Regions from separate parts of the Zea mays genome. Here region 2 is linked to region 1. The links are chromatin contacts, called in public Hi-C maps. All regions are on one chromosome and are shown on one strand. The core of a region is the stretch at or near the end of the contact, and the rest is flanking DNA. Distances in the headings are between cores, read along the strand shown.

Region 1 (4,195 bases), core at 1,269-3,768:
GGTCTAGTGGGTCACCGAATCGGTCCGGTGCACTTGACATGGCAGCTTTCCATTGATTGTGCAGGCAAACAGGAGGTCTAGTGGCACAACGAACATGTACAACACAGGTCTGGTGCACCCGAGGCAAGTGTAGATTTTGAAATCTCACCTAATGGCTAATTAGGGGCTTTTGAGGTATAAATACCACCTTAACCGGCTAAGATAAATCAGAAGAGTTGTGCTTTCATTCTCAAACATATTTGCAACACCTCCAAGCCATTCCAAGAGATACAAGCAACACAATTGAGAAGATAAGGCTAGAGATAGTCCTTCTAGAGAGTGTGTGCTTGTGTGATCCTCGTTTATGCTGTGGTTTGTGTTGCTGTGTTCTTGCTCTTGTGTTGGTGATTCAATCATTGTAAAGGCTAGCAAGAGGCTCCGAGTTGTGGAGTGCCTTACGGAAACTTTGTCTATCACATCAGGAGATTCAAGGGCTCAAACTTGATCATTGGAGTCGCTTGTGAGGGTTGAAAGAGACTCCATCCTTAGGGACACCTCAACTGAGACATATGTTCTTTAGAACTGAACTCCAGTAAATCAAATCGCGTATCTCTCTTTGTTTGTTTTCTTTTGTTGCAATTTGTTCTTTCCTCCCCCTCTAAGTTCTCTTGCTTGGATCTTTCATTCAAAATTACTTGAGTTGTTCCCTAAGTTAATTCTGCATCCATTTGAACAACAAGTGAAAGATAACTCTCTCTCCATACTACCTGATTCGATTCTCTCTCGCTCTAACCACTTAACTTGGGATCTAGTTTGGGATGTGAACAAGCACATTTTACCGATGTGCCCATGGGTAAAAACCCTATAGGGTGCGGGTTTGGGTTTAAGTTTATACCTGCTAGTATGGGTGTAGTTTAGATTCTCAACCCGGCTGGGTTTTTCTTATGGGAATGAAAATTGTACCCGTACCCGCTAGGGGTGGCAATGGGTCGGGTTTTGGGCGAGTGCGCGGACCCGAACCCAAAACTCGAAACTAAAACCCAACCTGAGCCCGAAGACTATAACCGGGAAAACCTAGCTCCACACCCGGCAGGGACCTGAAACCCATCAGGGCCCCGAAACTCGTTGGAACTATGAAACCCACCCAAAACCTGGCTAAAAACCGCGGGGTCCGACCAACATACATACTAAACTACAACCTTTGCTGCTTTCAAAAAGAATTACAACACCATGCCAACATACATATTGATTGAATTCGTCTCGGCATCTGAAACTTGTTTACTAGTCATTTGAACGTAACATTTCTACCATATACTCCCTCCGTTTCAATTTATAATTCGTTTGACTTTTTTACCCCATATTTAACTGTCTTGTCTTGTTCAAAAAATCGTAATTATTATTAATTTTTACTCCCTCCGGTATAAAAACACATATCCTTCTATGCAATGAATCATGGACTACTAATTCTTGACATTGTACCATTTGAATGCATGTTTGGACTGAAATAACCTTGCATGAATGCATGCTAATAAACCAGCGCCGCATGCATTGATTCATCTCCATACCTCGGCTCCGGTGAATGTGTGGTGGGTTGCTGGCATCATTGATGGTTGCCATTATCAATATTTACTTGCATCGTTTACTGGTCACCGGTGATTTTCTCCTCTGGGCTGGTGTCAATAAAAAAAATCCGGTGACAGTGGGGACTCGAAAACAAAACCAAAGTATCAATAATATGGCTCAAACCACCTACTAAGCTACAAAGTGTTCGTACCTAAGATCAATACATTCATCTATTTAATGTGGGCACAATGGAAAATAAGACCTGCAATTGTCATCGTTTTTTATAGGGTACAAGGACGTCACACACACTCACACCACTACACACCACACACTATAATGATTGAAAGGTCTAAACCTCTAGTATGTGAACACACGCAATATCACTGAAGGCACACACGTGTGTACCCTATTCCTGAAAAAATCCTAGGAAAAAGGTGTCCCCTAGGGCTTGAACCCTGGCCGGGAGCGCTTCCGGCGCCTTTGACACTGTGCCACCGCTTTGGTATATGGTATCATGTCTTTTCCGGTGCCTTTGCCACTGCGTCGCAGCTTTGGTATATGGTATCATGTCGACATGTTTTTTTATACCGGAGGAAGTATGGATTTAGGCCCCGTTTGGCACAGCTCCGACTTCTTTAAAAATGACTTCGGCTCTAACTTCTCTTCAATAACAACTTATCTATAGGACCAAGTGTTTTTAAGAAATCATTTGGCAAACGACTTATCTTGACACAAGAGAAGGAGAGTAACAGGAGGAGCTGCTAGAAGCCAATTTTTTTGCTTCGGCTGCTCTCTATAAAAATGACTTCGGCTCTTTCATATTTTTTTGTTGAAAGCTTTTTTTAGATCGTTTGAGAGGGCTCTTTCCAAAGCAAGAGCGAGCCAGTTTGGGAGACCTCCCAAACATGCCCTTATTCATGGGTATCGGGCCGAGCAGAGCTAGAACAAAAAGGCAAGCCTACAGTGGTTTATCTCAATCAATTCGAATCCTATTCGTTGGGCTCGCTTTCTTCAGTTGCATTACTTGGCCCACACAAACTCTTCCCAATAAATTACGACCCCCAGCCAAGCTTTGGAGTGCGGTTCCCAACCATGGCGGCCTCCCCCACTTCCTCCCTCGCCCCGCCGGTGGTGCCTATGGAGCTTCACGCCGGCAACCGCGACCGCCTCGTCGCCGCGCTCCGCGGCCACATCTCCGCCTCCGCGCGCCCGCTCCACGGCCTCGTCCTCCTTCAGGTCCGTCCCACTCCCACTCGGCACTCCCCTTTTTATCTCTCCTCAAATTTACTGGTCTGATTGATCGTCGCGCCTACTTAAATTTTGGAGTGTTTTCGTTGTGTGAAGGGCGGGGAGGAGAAGACACGGTACTGCACCGATCACCTCGAGCTCTTCAGGTATTCGTGCTGAACGTAATCGTTTGTTTTGCCGGTATTTTTGGATGTTCAAGTTCAGACATAAATCGGGCAATGTTGCAGGCAGGAGAGCTACTTCGCCTATCTCTTTGGAGTGCAGGAACCAGGGTTCTACGGCGCAATTGTGAGCTATCTTCCTTTTGTTTCACCCCATTTTTGTAAATATAAGTGGATCCTGTTTCAGTCAATACAGCGGCAAACCAGGCTTTCATCATTCAACCTGTTTAATATCTTGGCGTATATCTTGAGTCTGCTGATATTATTACTGCTTATATATTTGTTGATGGCTTAGTCACTACATGTCAACTGGTCCTACTAACAATACTCATCGTAGGATCATGTCATGTTGATGATTCCTTTTTCTGCTTGTCATGTACTGATTTTTCTTTTGATTGTTATCAAAGGACATCGCCTCTGGACAGTCAATTTTGTTCGCTCCAAGATTGCCAGCTGACTATGCTGTTTGGATGGGTGAAATAAAACCTTTGTCGTACTTCAGGGTATTTTCCTCTTCTGAGGATTTGATCCTTTGTTAGTTATGCTACATTCTGAATTAGTGTAATCTTTTCATGAATATGTACCAGGATACATACAAGGTTGATATGGTCTTCTATGTTGATGAGATTGCAAGGGTTGTGCAAGATCATTTCGGGAACCATGGAAAGCCTCTTCTGTTTCTGCTACATGGGAGGAATACTGACTCTGGAAATTTCTCAAAGCCTGCTAGTTTTGAGGTGAACAATGTACCTTTTAAGTGCTAGAGAACATACAATCCATTTTTTTCACGCATTACTTGTATTTTTTTTCCAGATCTATGAAAGAGTAAACTACGTTGGTGGTCCCTAAACTATTATATCATTTTCATCCAGGCTCCTAAACTATAAAATTGCATATCTAGGGCGTACCCAGTGCCGTAGGCTTCCCGCACTGTGCGGGGTCTGGGGAAGGGTATCTTTAAGCGCCAAGCCTTACCCGCATAATATGCAGAGGCTGGGGCTCGAAAAATTTGCATATCTAGGACCCCTAATAAACTTTTTAAGGGGGTGTTTGGGATAGTTCCAGGTTCCAACTTCAGTATGGAGCTGTAGTTTATAATATAAATTTAAATAGTTTTTAAAATATTTTTAATCTAAATAATAAACGAAATGACTTATCTAAATGTCTTCTAAAGGCTTATAGCTTCCGCTCCACGATTTTCTGGAGTACCTAATGACCTGCGCTCCACGATTTTCTGGAGTACC
Region 2 (4,195 bases), core at 1,134-3,633, 440 kb before region 1:
CCCCGCCTGCTCTGGAGGAGATGGAGGTGGTGTTTGGGCGGCGACTCCGGTCGGGTGCCGAACAAGAAGCGGTGCCAGCCCCCCTCCCTCGCATGCTGTCCCATGCCCACCAGGTCCTTAATGACACTGGTGCAACAATCTTATGGGAGTGGGAGGCGCTTGAGGCTGAGCACCAGCGCCTCAGTGACTGGCGCACCCAACTGGAGGAGCGCACCAGGACGACGTTTCGACAATTCATCTCTGAGCGGTCCCAACTCGAGTGGGACCGCAAGTGTGGCAGAACCTCCCAAGTTATTGGGCCCACATGCACCTGTCCTTGTCTCAAAGACCTCAGACGACTATGCATGTGCACCAGATAACTTAACAGGATCTGTCCGAGTGCCCCAAGGACCTCGGATAAACCACTAACAACCAAGATCGCAAGATTAAGTAAACACAAATCACACACCAACATTTTTGCAGCGGAAATCTTATTACCAAATTTTACAAGTTACATCAAGTTTTACAATGTACATGATCGGAGTGATTACAAAAGTGATTCAAAGAAATGACTTTGAACAATTATTAATTATTTATACGTTTGAAATATATGCTAGCTTAAGTGACCATCCTCAATAAGAAGTATAGAAGAGGTACTTAGACTTATAAGAAGGCCGAGCCCACCGGCGCTTAGCACCATCCACAACAACACACTTCTATTTTCGGTTCTTCCTCCTGCTTGGGAACCACCTTTGCACAAAAGTAGCAAAGCTCCGAAGGCTCTTCACCTAAAACAACATGGGACAAAGCCCTGAGTACGAAGTGTACTTTCGCAAGTCTTACCCGACCAAGGAAAAAGACTCTCAAGGATATGCTGGATTTAGGAATCAAGGAGAGGCTCTTAGCAAGAATCAACTTAGATACTTTTGCAGAAATAGCTTACTAAAGTGAGTCCTTACTTTCAATATTTTAATGCCAGATTAAATATTAATAGACTCTGGTTGCACCTAGTCTAATTTCACCATCTCATCAATACAACATCATTTTTACTCATAATGTTTACATCCTGACTTAGGTTGCAGGTCAGTGACCAAGTCTCCACTGTCCGGGGATATAACGGCGATCCGAATCGATTTACTCAACTGAGGATCTCTAACCACACGACATATGTAGCACTTAACCCTTGCATATGTCAACCGTTCCCACAGATCCTCCACAACGTGAACCGGTCCGCGCTACCCGGGAGCACAGTACTCCTCCATCCAGCCTCTAGCCAGGAGGGTACACGCTACTCCCACCATCTCCCACGCCTAGTGCGCAGTTGTCTTTTCACATATGGAATAGCCGGGTTCAAGCTTACTCTGTCCCATATCCAGGGCATGTGGCCAGTTAAGATAGTCCTTGATCATACAGGCCTACATACGCATCCAATCCTTAATTAACCTGGGTAGAGCATCACCTGTTCCTAGCCCAAGTCTCGAGTTAAGTACTTCCACCCTTAGGATTGTTTTGTGTTCCTAAGGATGAAAAGAGCATTATAGGGAACTTTGCAGTAAGTTCCCACTATGCTCCCAATGAAAATATTCTTGCAGGTATAAGCCATCCTTCCTCATGATAAACCTGAGCTAGGCATAAGTGCAAAGGACAACCTCTATCTGCTTATAAGCAGGGCTAAGCATTTTTTTGTAAATCATATTTTGATACTTCACCAAAAGTATCTATAAAAGGAATGGATTTCAAGGTAGCCAATGCATCAAAGGGTTTCCAAGCATCTTCTATAAACCTAATGCACATTCACTAGACTTAAAGTGTGTAAAAATAATTTAAAACACAAGGAAGGGGTTGCATGCACCGAGGCTTGCCTGGATAACACTAGGTTAGTGTTGTTAGATGACGTCCACTTGGCGATCAGCCTTTATTCCGATACTTGCTTCGTTCATCCATCTTCGGGTTAATTCATCAACATTATCTTGCGGAAAAGCTCACGCTTTCCATTATCTTGTGGTCGACTCAACTCTGGTTCTCCGCATCACATGGTTAATTCACGTACCTGAATGAAATGCATTATGCACATGAATGCATAGCACTGACTTCACTACACAACTAAAATTCCTCGCATGAAATACGAGATAACGCCTACTGGCAAAGCACTAAAATTACTAAGCAAATAAATCTAGCTTACCAGCATCAAACGTGACTCAATACTTATGAGAATGTTGATAAATTCTGGTTCGGGCTTGTCGTTGAACATCTGACAGGTGTTGAGATCTTCCGCCCCCATGACCCAGATGAGGCTGATCACGAGGAGGCGAAGCACGGCGAGGCACGTATCGGACGAGCTTCTGATATTAAAGACGATGACACGTGTCATGATGAGGCGGCATATGGCGAAGAAAAATAGGAATGAATGATGACGAGAGAACAGAGGCGCGCAGAGGGAAGTCGGCGTGCAGGGGACGGCAGGTCCAACGGTCGTCATGGCGCGGTGCAGGGAGGCCGAGTGGAGGACAGCGTTGCCGGATCACGCAGGCCGAGCAAGAAGCTCGGCGAGTCGACGAGGTTGAGGGGCATGCGCAGGGACGAGCGAGCAGGGAGGAGCATCGAGCGGAGCTGTGGACGGAGGAACGCGAGCCGGGAACGCGACGCGGCGGCCATGGCCGAGCAGAGGAAGTTCCGGCCGGGCGCGGCGAGCAGAGAGAAGCGGCTGCCAGACGCCATAGGAGACGGGCGTCGAGCAAGCAGAGGGGACGGGGCGCGCCGCTGGGAGCTCCGCAAGAGATAGATGGGCGTGCAGGGAGCCATGGGAGAGAGAGCCGAGCTGGAGCTGGAAGAAGCTCCGGCCATGGGGGATACAAGGGGCTAGGGCAAGCTCGGGGAGGAAGACCGCGACGTGTAGGAAAATTGGACGCCAAGCAAGAGCACGACAGGGAGGAGCTCGGCCGGGCGCCATGGGGCGAGCTCGAGGAAGCTCCACGGCGGGGTTCGCGGCGCAGGACGCAGGCGCGCGTGCATAGAGGGAGATGCGCACGGCTGGCGAGCGCAGGGAGCATGGCCAGGGCACGGCCGAGCTGGCAGCAGGGAGGAGCAGAGGAGCACGGTGCGGCAGGGAAGGAGGAAGCCAAGCGCCCTGGTGAGTAGAGGGGATTCGACGAGCAGGAGTCGGCGGCCTGGAGAAGAAGGGCAGCGCGCACACTGGGAGAGAAACCTAGCGCCAGAGCTCGGCTGGAAGGAGATAAGGAAGAAAGAGAAGCTCACGTGGGAGGATAAGAAACAGGTGCATTCAGTGGTGGGGAGAAAATTGGGAGGAAGATAACGACGACTTGGAAAAAATCTGTACTGGGATGCGGCGTGCAGCAGATTTTTCTCACCTTTTCACATTTTTCTTTTACTTACCCTCAATTTTATAAAGAAATTTGTAGATATTTTGAGGAATAAAATAAGGGTCTATAAAATATAAAGAAGGGTCGAACAAATGAGATCGACAACAACAATTAGACATGATTTGATTTGGCGAATATCCTGAAGTCAGATGAATTCATACCATTAAATCACTTTTTGAAGATTTAGACCGAAGCGAGAAGCAACAAACCAGATTAAGCGGATTTCAGCTTCGTTACTTCAATCTGCATCTAATTCAATTGATTTTAGATGAATTCCATCCACTATTCGAACACTCGATTAGAGAACAATTTAATTAAAAATCGGTAGACGCGATGTCACGGATGACAAAAAGGGGATTACATTGTTTTACACTGAAAGCTTAGTCGTCGAGTTTATCTTAATCTGTTCGGGATAAAATCATCCGAGTGGGTCGGGCTTCCGAATTTGTATTTGCGCGAGCGATGAATTTTAAATAATCACCGGACGCACCGATTTTCGGAACAACGATGTTCCGAACATCACGAAAATTTAGGACGAGCCCGGATAGCTAAAAATGACGTCGAACTCGCGACAGACGAAACAGATGCGATATTAAATTCGCGATAGGTAAAGATGATTAAAATTTAGCATCCGTTTGATCCACTGATATTACGTGCTTAAATCCATACTCGTTGTCGAGCGGAATATAAACACCTGGGTGTTACAGCAAGGAGTACAAGAGGGACCTCCATAGGGTGTGCACCAGGGAGCTGGAGGCGTCCCGAAGGGAGAAGAAGGTGACCAGGAGGGAGGAGGTCGTGACCCAGCGGGAGGCCCTCACAACAGAGTACCAGGC

What was found. Hi-C and Micro-C count contacts between places; a contact is called where the count stands out from the background.
Region 2: a Hi-C map of leaf shows a contact between it and region 1, with 5 times the contacts expected there. The contact joins the promoter of LOC118472064 here to the promoter of LOC100283733 in region 1. A contact is called at or near these places in 2 of 25 Hi-C or Micro-C datasets (ear and leaf).

The regions. Positions count from the first base shown.
Region 1 is chr5:156,106,118-156,110,312 of Zm-B73-REFERENCE-NAM-5.0, reverse strand. It overlaps LOC100283733, which reads left to right and starts at 2,518. Exons shown (of 16, transcript NM_001156632.2): 1 at 2,518-2,778; 2 at 2,887-2,936; 3 at 3,018-3,078; 4 at 3,359-3,454; 5 at 3,539-3,688. The coding sequence starts at 2,635.
Region 2 is chr5:156,549,795-156,553,989 of Zm-B73-REFERENCE-NAM-5.0, reverse strand. It overlaps LOC118472064 (oleosin-B3-like), which reads left to right and starts at 2,383. Exons shown (of 1, transcript XM_035959156.1): 1 at 2,383-3,255. The coding sequence starts at 2,383. The coding sequence ends at 3,117. LOC109939952 (a long non-coding RNA gene) reads right to left here and starts at 3,155. Exons shown (of 6, transcript NR_157350.1): 1 at 2,162-3,155; 2 at 1,842-2,029.